2 separate regions of the Mus musculus genome follow, and region 1 is linked to region 2. A link is a contact called in public HiChIP or PLAC-seq data. All regions are on one chromosome and are shown on one strand. The core of a region is the stretch at or near the end of the contact, and the rest is flanking DNA. Distances in the headings are between cores, read along the strand shown.

What was found. HiChIP or PLAC-seq counts read pairs in DNA pulled down with a chosen protein or histone mark.
Region 1: an H3K27ac HiChIP or PLAC-seq map of embryonic stem cells shows a contact between it and region 2, with 14 read pairs. The contact joins the promoter of Gars here to the enhancer-like site in region 2. A contact is called at or near these places in 1 of 15 datasets of contacts at CTCF or cohesin (the NIH/3T3 cell line), 2 of 484 Hi-C or Micro-C datasets (embryonic fibroblasts and embryonic stem cells), 5 of 115 datasets of contacts at active chromatin or transcription factors (the SCID.adh cell line, embryonic stem cells and memory CD8 T cells) and 3 of 9 other capture datasets (adipose tissue, liver and pancreatic islet).

The regions. Positions count from the first base shown.
Region 1 is chr6:55,034,916-55,040,017 of GRCm38.p6, reverse strand. Gars (glycyl-tRNA synthetase) reads right to left here and starts at 2,017. Exons shown (of 17, transcript NM_180678.3): 1 at 1,785-2,017. The coding sequence starts at 1,976.
Region 2 is chr6:54,951,653-54,957,082 of GRCm38.p6, reverse strand. The region is part of intron 1 of Nod1 (nucleotide-binding oligomerization domain containing 1); the gene reads left to right. Among named protein-coding and RNA genes, the nearest start is that of Nod1, 18 kb to the left of the region's middle. Within about 2 kb of position 2,187, at least 100 of the 459 cell types and tissues checked have an H3K27ac peak or open chromatin away from gene starts, as enhancers often do. A contact at or near this core is called in adipose tissue, embryonic fibroblasts, embryonic stem cells and 2 more, where this site is marked.

The DNA of each region.
Region 1 (5,102 bases), core at 768-3,267, 83 kb before region 2:
AAAATCTTTACCAATGCCTGTGCTCATCACAGTGTGTCCTGGTCATTTGGAGCTTCATGAATCATAATATACTTTAAAAAAAAAAAAAAAACCTTCATGATTGCTAATATCACCACTTATCTTATAGAGAAATTCTTGAAGCCCTGTGAATCTGTCAAGCTCAGACTTAAGAGAAACCAGTTTGAATTTTACTTTGGGGCACAACTATTTCTGGTAACACCCCCCTTCAAAATGCACGCCACTGTTAAGAGCGATCCTTTAACACCTCCAAACGACACCTCAGTAAGTCTTCAACTGCCCAGGCTTTACAATGAAAACGTGTGACATGGACTGCACTCCATTTTTCCATACATGTCCAAGAGGAAAACCGTTTAACTAGATGATCTTCAAACTCTTTCCAGTGACACTGGACTCAGTATGACTCAAATTTTCCACGCAACTAATCAGTGTATATGTACTTCTGGAAAAGTAGAAAAGAAAAAAGTCCAAACTAACTTAAATAAATTAATTCAACTATTGGGAAAATATCCCAAAGTTAAAAAAAAAAAAAAACCAAAAACCCTATCAAACAAACACATAAAACCAAAAAAACAAGTCAAAACCAACAACAAAGGACATGAAGGTCACACAAGCTGTACAGGAAGGCTCTCCATGATCAATGCGTCCTGAAGTTAACTACATTCAGTCTTACTACAGAGGAATACTATGTACTGCAGTTCCAGGCTAACGTGGCAGAGGGAGGGGTTTGCAGTGTGTGCTTTTTTTTTTCCCCCAAAATTAGATGTATTGTTCCAAAGGAAGGAGTTAGGTCACAACAAAACAACAAAGGAGTCACACATACATTTATGTGGGGAGTGGAAGGTGGATGGAGACTGAATGTACAGAACATACAATTAAAAAAAGAAAAAATAAAGCCCATAGTGAAAATCAAAATGAAAGCCTATTAACTGAGTCGGGCTCAAACTGGAGCAAAGTGGCAGAATTCCTCGAAGCTGCAGCACCTCAGCTCCAATGAATTATCCTTAAGACAGGATTCCACCCTCCTTAGCTAGACAAACGATTGCATCAGGCGCCAGAGCAGGCGCAACCCGACCGGTGTTTACAGCTAGTAGGTCATGGATGCCGGGCCCTACTGTAAGCTCTGGCTCTCACTGGGTGTGGGTATCATTCCAAATACTTTTCTCCTTTCCCTCTTAAGTCTGATCACCACCACTCAGTGCTACAGTAAAAAAAGGAGATCTGCATTAAATCCCCAGATTCTCCAGCTAAGAAACCTCCCTTCCCTTCCGCAAAATGACATTTTCAGGTGTTCCACCCTAAGAATGGATGACTTCACTGAGTGGCTCGGTCAGTCCATCTACAATTTCCAGCTTGATCCGAAAGCTCGCTGGTTCCAGACACTCTCTTCAGAAGGCAGAAAGATGACAGGAGAGGGATCATGAATTCGCATCAGTATTGGAGGGGGGTGGGGGGTCGACACCTCCCCATAGCCACGTTTCGACCGTGAGCCAGTCCTCAGGCTAAACACTGAAGCAAGGAAGATAAAGAGAAGGGAACGCTTCCCAAAGCATCCCCAAGACTAAAGAAAAGAAGCGCGCAGCATCAGCTTGCCGCTGAGCCGAGCCATCGGGGCGCTCAAAGAGGGAGGCGAAGCCTACGGCTGGATTCGGGGTACGCAGAGAGGGCACGAGGCCCAAGGATCACGGATGCCGACGCAGCGCGGGGACAGGGGAAGGACGGACAGGAGCGGGGTGCGGCGCGCGGCTGCGGGCGAGGGTCGGTACCTGCTGGCGCACGGCTAGCCGCAGTGGGGCCAGCAGCTCCTCCGCGCTGTCCATGCTGCTCCGGGAGGCGGCGGGCTGCGCGGGAGCGCTGAGGAGCCGCTGAGACGCGGACGCTGCGACCACTCGGGGCGGCGACAGGAGCGGCAGCGCGGCGCGGGTGGCTCTGAGCAGCGAGGGGAGCAGACAGGGCATGAGCACGCCGCCTAGGCGGTGCGCAGGGCGGCTACGGAAGCGGCGCGCGGCCCGCCCGGTGCATGATGAAATAGCGCAGCCAGGCCGCAGGCGCGCGCAGCCGCACTTCCCGCAGGCGCGCGCAGCCGCCGCGTCTGCAACCGCAGATTCGGCAGAGAACCCGGAAGGGCACCAACTTGCTCAAAAATGTGTGAAGAGGACGCTCCAGACAAATGCACAGAAGGACATGGCTTCTGAGAGTGCAGTCCTAACCTAGATGCCCGAGCACCTTTAGATCGTGGGCTTCTCTGTTGTCCCAGACGCTCGAATCGCCCCACTGGAACACCCATACTTCTGCTTCTTCCTCAGCCCATTGTTTAGAAGAGTATATAAAGTCACATAAAATCGGAACCTAGAGTTACTATAACTCTAGTGGGTCATGGTGATGCACATCCGTAATCCCAGCACTTGGGAAGACGAGGTAGGAGGATCGTGAGTTCAAGACCAGCCTAAAATACACAGTGAGCCTCTGTCTTTAAGAAACAAACAAACAACAACAGCAAAAACAAAAATATTGCTCAAGACCCAATGTTCCTCGGACTATTTATAGGAATCAGAGTTGCTGTTCTTCTCAGGGCATGCCAGTTAATTTGAAAGACAAGGTGTAGAGGCAAAGGAAAAGTGATTTTACTTGGATAACCACCTCATGGAGCAGTCAGGGGAACTCTAGCCTCAAAGCTCTTGCAGAAGTTATATAGGTTGGATGCTCCCAAACTTGTGGACACCTCACAGCCAGTCAGCCAGATGATGGGCCCAACCGGGAGATACCACCTTCCAGTTTCACAAATATCAAGAAGACCATCATTATCCTTGTGCTATTGTTGTGATTGGTTAGCTGGTTTTTTACACAGTGGACAGTCTAGAGGGCAATGAACCTGGCTCAAGGCCCTCTTTCAGAGAACCCAACTCCATGCAGTGAGAGACCACACGTTCTCAACTCCCAGAAATCTTTGATGCTGTTTTTTAGGGTGAAGAACCAGACACAAGGTAGTTACTAGTTTACCCAGTATCCCCAAGACAAAAGTTAAGCAAGAGGAGGTTTGTGACGCTCTTCATTTGCTTCCAAGTTGCTTTTACTGCCAATTTTAGGGATCACGCGTATTTTTATTAGCTTTACTGGATATAACACCTGGGGTGCTGTGGCAATCTTGGTGTTTTTCAGGAACTTGAAGGTGTAAACCAGTTTAAGTTCCTGGCCCTTTCCTGCAGCCTGCACAGATATCCAAGGGTGACCTTTTGAAATCTGGAGGCTTAAAATTTCACACTCAGAACATGCTATTGCCACCATTGTTTAGAAACATAGATCCAGTGAAGGGGTCCTGACAAAGATCGCTGATGCGTCCTTAGTCTTCACCTATAGTCACTTTTCTGACACCTCAGGCCACCCTGCTTCTTTATCTACAAATAACTCCAAACCCCAGTCTCCAGGAGTCAGGTCCGAAATTCGTTCTCATGGCTACATGCTTGGCAGTCTCATGCATATTTTCCCAGTGACTGGCATGATATGGGCCTGTTTGAGCAAGCCAGGAACAAGTCCAGACAGACCTTTACCCATGGTTTAGCAGCTTGCAGTGTGGGGAACCCATGGACTAATCCAGGCACAGACCAGACCCCTTGTCCCAGGGAATTGGCCCATTGCTGCTGACCTGCAAATTTCCCTTAGCAATGGAGAATGCTTCCTAGGCTTGGGAGACGGTTTACTCAGTGAGTAAATTTGGTGTAAGTAGCTGGGTGCTTCATTTCTTCTCTCTGGTTTGGAATTGGTGGTGAAAGTCTTAGTCCCAGATACTCTTTATTGCTTTGGCTGCCACTTCCAAGGATCTCGGTTCCCAATACTGTTGGCTGGAAGTTTGGAATTTTAGCCAGTCCTAGCTAAAGTGTAAACATCTAAGATTAACACCCAAACCCACTCGAGACTGAGATAAGGAGATGTGGACAACAAAGGAGGCCTCTCTACACCAGCCTGGTATAGCAACTTGCTCTATAGGAAAACTTAGGCCACAACCTACATAAGTTTGAAAATGAAAAGGTTAGTCATAGGTACAGGCAACTTTAATGAGTTCTGTTCTGTCATAAAATAATTTAGAGCCATCTGGATTTTTGTAAACTGGTAACTTGATATTATTATATTGTTCTGTCTCATTCACTTATGGGTTAAATTAAAATAAAAAAAAACTTTTCAAATTGCTGCATCCTTCTCTTGTCACCGCAGCTGCCACAGCTCCCTGGAGACCACGACTGGGATTCTGTGCTCTCAGTGCCAAAGCAGAGTCTGTTCCCACTCAGGGAACCATGACAGTATTTGGTGACACAATTAGGAAGCTGTCAATTCCTCCTCATACCCTCTCTGTGTAGACATCATGATGACAACCCCTTTAACCTTCTTGCAGGGATGCTCCAAGGGCTTACTTGTGTCCTGCCTTCTCTCCTTACCAACACTTTGAGGAGAAATGGAAATGTATTGAAAAGAACCGAGTGGGCTCCAGTAGACACCAGCCAGAGCCCCTCTGTTGTCTTCAGTACAGTCTGTTAACTAACACAAAACATGTGAGTTAGTTTGCAGACAAGCATTATGTCTCTCTGCAGACAAAATGAAGGAACTAAGAGCTGGTTCGATGTCCAAGGGATAAAGTGGTCTCTGTACAAGCATAAGGACTTGAGTTAAGATGTCAAGCTGACTATTAAGTAATTATCTGGGGAGTAAGGTTTAGGAAATGAGACAAAGCAGAAACAATGCCAAATAGACTTGTTAGTGCTAGGAGGACTGTCTTAGTTAGGGTTTCGTTGCTGTGAAGAGACACCATGACCAAGGCAACTCTTCTAAAGGAAAACATTTAATTGGGGCTGACAGTCTCAGAGGTTTAGCCCATTATCATCATGGCAGGAAACATGGCAGCATGCAGGCAGACGTGGTGCTGGAAGAGCTGAGAGTTCTACATGCTGATCCATAGGCAGCAGGAAATGTCTTCCACACTGGGCAGAGCTTGAGCATAGGAAACTTCAAAGCCTGCCCCCACAGTGACACACTTCCTCCAACAAGGCCACACCCACTCTGACAAGGCCACACCCACTCTGACAAGGCCACAC
Region 2 (5,430 bases), core at 938-3,437:
CTGAATATTCTTGATCCATGGTTGGTTGAATCTGAGAATGTGGAATTCACAAATGTATACACACTATACACACACACACTACACACTACACACTACACACTACACACTACACACACACACACACACACACACACACACTACACACACACACTACACATACACTACACACACACACACACATACATAGAGCTCTCACTCAAGATATTTCTATGTCCCCAGGAGTTTGCATGGCTGTTGTTTTGCAACCCGTGTCTCCCAGCTACCATCTCTCGGCTTCTACACAGAGCCATACAGTGTATTCTGTTTTATTGAGTCTGACTTTCCTCAGCCTTGAATCTGACAGCAGTGATGTATTTTATTGCACTCACATGTGCCTGGTGCTGAGTTATGTGTCTGTAGACACTGCTCTGACTCAGTCATTCAATTCCTCTGGGAACTGCCAACTCCTTTCTCACTGTCAACAGCAGGGGCCTTGTTGGAATGAAACAAAACCAAAACCCTGTCAGAACTTCTGATTCTCCTCACAGGGCAGATTTCTTAGAAAGGGAAGTTGCTAAAGACACTTCTCAAGGCTGTTGATGCCTAGTGTTGAGCAGTATCAGCTCACCACAAGGAAAGGGAGAAAAATAAAAGCAAACCCTGAGCCCTTGGCTCATTTTTGTCTGTGGACTCTCAACAGCTTTGTTAAGACATCAGATGAGGCCACAAGTCCAGAGTGCTTGAGAGCAATCTTTCCACTCCATCAGCTAAAACTAGTGCCATTCAATATGTCACACATATGTCCTCTGATAGATCTCAAAGCCCTCAAAGTTAGATGTTACTAAGATAAAACCTGGTCCTATAAAATGTCCTTGGAAAGCTCCCTCAGTTTGTGAGAGTGACACCATAACACCTGCTCTCAGTTGACTTCAAACCTACCAACAGTGGAGGTCACACAGCAGAAAACCTCTTCTAGCTTCCCCCTAACTGTGGGTAACACCTCTCATGTGTGAATTCTGACAGTAACATTGCCTAATTACTTTGCACCATTGACTCTTAACTTGGAGTGCAAAGTCTAGAAAAAGAGAACACTCTTTATAGCACACCTTAACAGGACCTCTCATGTACCTCTGGCAAGAATTTAGGAATGTGATGGGGAAAGCCATTGTACTGACAGTGATACCCAGTGGTGGGATGTTATGGTCCTAGCATTGTAGACATTGGACCAAGCAAGGTGTTATATACAAGACTAGAAAACTGCTTCATTAAAACTGTAGCTTCTGGGCAGAAGGAACTGACAGGGAACTAAGTTGCAATCAGGCTATGTACTGACAAAGGGCAGTAGGTTTCTATTTCAAGAGTACAGAGTTGCAAAATTGCATCTACCACCTGCATATTTTATCCTAATTTTTCTATTTCATGTCCCACCCTGCGTTCTGCTGCCCGAGGTCTCATTTTCAGGCCACATCCACGGCCTTAATTTGTTTCTTTGGTTGTTTCCTTGGGCTGTCTGGACAGGATCTCCCTTCAACTCCCATCCTCAAGGCTCCATATATAGAGCTGGGAAAACCTCCCCCTACAGAGTGGCCTAGCTCTGTAAAGTCAACCTCTGCCATTCCTCCTGCCTCTTCTCCACCCTTTCCTCTCCCCCCCCCCTTCTCCAGCCCTCCCTTTCCCTTACTCCTCTGCTGTCCCTACTACTATCTACCCTCAGCTCCCTTGCCTTCCACTGGCACCCCAGGGCCCACCGTTTGGCAGGTTGTGACCTGGGAGACGCTTGGCTCTCTGTTTCTGGTGGCACCAGCTCATGCTTGGTCACTCTCTCTGAGGTGTCTCATGGCAGTTTGCTCTATCTCTGGCTTTGGTTTATTAGGCAATGTTTTTCTTTGTTTCCTTTTTTATGTCCACCATAACTTCCTTAACTTCCTGCCAAAGAGAGCTCACTGCCCTCTGAAAATTACAAAAAAGCACCTCTTTGCCAGCTAGGGGTCATGAACCTGTGGCTTTGTTCAGGTGGTCAGAAATCAGGAGAGAGTGTCCCCTTTTGCTGGTGAACTGTGAAGAGCCCGTGGTGGAAATTACAGGAAAAGCCTGGGAAGCCGAGGGACCATGTTTGTGGGAATTGCAGGCACGGAAAGAGAAGCCTGGTTAAAAGCCCACTCCCAGTTGATAAGAGTTGGGTCAAGTGGAATGAAGGCAGTTGCTCAACCTCCTTTCCCCAGCCTTCTAAACACGCTGACTCACCCGGGAAGAACCGCGGCCTTTCCCTGTTCTCTCACACTTGTGAGCATTTCAAGAGAAAGTTTCCACTCTGGGCTTCAGCTTCCACTTTTCTCACAGGCTTCCAGAGCCACCTCATCCCTTGCAATGACTTGCTGCTGTTACAGTTCTTGCCCTCTGTTTCTTTGACGATAATTTATTTATTGAGCTAGTCAGTTATGGTTATACATTTTTTATTTTTTGATCTCACAATATACATTTTCAAAGCACTTTAAAATGTTTTTGAGATTATAATATAATTATAGTATTTCTCTGTTCCTTTTTTCCCCTTCCAAAATGTTCTGTATTATCCTTCCTCACTCTCCTTCAAACTCATGCCTTTTTTTCCTCACTAATCCCATGACTGACACCATGGATTAAAGGTAGTGAGAATTGGCCCTGAGGGCTGGCCAGTCTGAGTAAGAGTGGCCTAGACAGAATATGGCTGCATATATATGTATATATATGTGTGTGTGTGTGTGTGTGTGTGTGTGTGTGTGTGTGTGTATGTGTGCGCGCAATATATATTCCTACATATAATCCTTCAGGCCATGTAACGGTACTTGTATGTATACTTTCAGGGCTGACCATTCCTGATCCCAGCTTTCACCAGTTACCTATAATTCTTTGTGTAGGGTTGAGGCCTCATGGACTTTTCTCTGTCCAGTTTGTCATGTTCATTGGTGTCATCCTTATTTGGGCCATCATGTTGGTGAGACTTTATGGATGTAGCTTCTGGTATCACTAGGAGATACAACTTCATAGACAACTTTCCAATCCTCTGGCTCTTACAGTATTTCTACCCCTTCTTCCAACATGCTTCCTGAGCCTTAGCTATGGGGCTATTTTGTAGATGAACCCATTGGGACAGGTCTCCATAGCTTGGTGCCACAGACCCTCTGGGTCCCTTTGTCTGCGTTGAACGGGTCTCTAGTTGCAGATGGGCAAGTAGTCGGCAAATGACAGACAGACACAACACAAGAGGTTGTGTAGAATCTGAATGTAATTTGTCAAGTTGAGCATCAAATTTTTTATACAGAAGAATAGCAAGAAAACAGGCGAGATACATCCTCTGAGTTACAGTGACACCATACAAAAGGAATGTATACATGAAAAGAAGGCGGGGACCAGGCCGCTGCCACTAAGAAGGGAGCCAGGTGTAAAGCTAGTCTATTGTTAAGCCCACCACCAGGGGTTCTTAGTAAATGACTGATTTATGCTGTTTCTTTGGGCCTGTCTTAGGAGGACTCTTTCATGGTAAACCCACCTATTTGATAGGCCATTGTGAATTCCCCTGTCTGGGTAAGACTGGCTATTGTCTCAAGTAAACACTCTGCAGACCAACCCTAAGCTATTCCGGCTCTGTTCTTTGTAATGCCTAATTAGTTTCACTATCTCTACTAGAAGTAAATTTGAATGTTACTGAATAGGTAACCTTCTCACAGAATTCCTACTGAATTCTAAGTTTGTCGGCTTCATGGATTTTCTGGGACGTTGGAATACTGGCAAAGGCTTAGCTATGTCAGAATTCAATCTTAAAAGGCACTTATAATAAAATAATACTAAAAGAGAGCACGTGGATCCACACACCAGACTAACACGGGGATAGGGTATGAGTATACGGGTTATGAGAATGCCAAAGTTCCAGGAAGTGAGTTTCCGTGAAACTCTTTGCCTCGTGAGTGCTCCCAGGCCTCTCGGCCTGCCAAGCAAACTTCACTGGAGTGTGCGTAGCAGCTTGGTGTTTTGATTAGTTGTGATTTTCTATAGTGGTCTCCATCTGTTGCAAAGTTTCCCTGATGAAGGTGAAAATTACTCTGATCTGTGGGTATAAGGACAAATGTTTATAAATTGTTGCTTGAGATTATACTGGTTTAATAAATTAGTAGTTGCAGATTCTTGTCTAATAACCATGATTTCACTAGCACTGAGTAATTATCTAGGTTTCCTGTACCAGACATTGTTCCCAATCTTGAGCAGGTCTTAGGTCCAACTAGAGAGCTGTTGGTTACCACCAAGGTGTGTGTGCCATTTTTGCACCCTCAGGGTTATTGTGCAATTCTGGTCATTAATGTGGGTCATAGGCACCATAGCTGAGTAAGATCCTCTTTCGTTCCAGGCACGTGCCTCCATCCTCTGCCTCTGTCTCTGGGTGCTGAGAGAGTCCTCGTGTTTGCACAGCAAGCACTTTACCATCTGAGCTATCTTTGTAGCACCCCAAATACCATCCAAAACTCCAAACAAGGCTGGGCATACCTTTAATCCTGGCAATCAGAGCTATGTAGTGAGACTGTCTCAAAAACAGCAAGAACTAAATGCAAGCAATGAACATGAGTTATGAAAAGGGTATAAAGCGAATTGTTTTTCTAACTTTTTAAATGTTTGTTTTATTTGTTTTATGTATGTGAGTATGCTGTAGCTGTCTTCAGACAGACCTGGAGAGGGCATCAGATCCGATTACAAATGATTGTGAGCCACCATGTGGGTTGCCGGGAATTGAACTCAGGACCTCTGGAAGAGCAGTCAGTGTTCCTCTGAGCCATCTCTCCAGCCTCCTATTTTTCTAATTTTAATTCTGTCTTAGTATTTTTTGGGGGGTAGTAGATAAGTATTTGATTATAGAAGAACAACACTCAGTGTGAAGCTCTATTGCTTCCTTTCCAAGTGGCTAGTTTAACTGTTTAGAAGTTCATTAAGATGTATAGTCTTTGGAGCTGGTTAATTTCAGTGTGTGATATCTTCTTTGCAACTTTTAATAATAACATTTAAATTTAAAAAGAGGCCCTCCTTGTGTGGAAGGGTCCCTGAAGGCTTTATAGCTGTCAGTGAAATGATCCTCAAAAAGACAAGAATTAAACTTGGTTCAGTCAGGTTTTGATACAGGTGCTGGGCCAGGACACCTAGTGTCTGACACCAGATCATTTACTTTAGCCATATTTAAGCACAACACAATTTGGGGGAACAGTTTTGTGAAAGCAACTAGCTCGGCCCTGTGAGTATAGCAAAGCCCAGGCATGTTTACACTGAAGCTCTTTGCAGAGGACACATGGCTTCCTTTGTAAGATCATTCTTGTTGACTTAGAAACAATGTTCAAGGTCATGGTCTAGGGAGAATGACCAAGGTCAACATAATGTATGGCCCTAAGGCATAGATCTTGCTCAGGCTGTTATAAAATAGAAAGAGCATCTCTC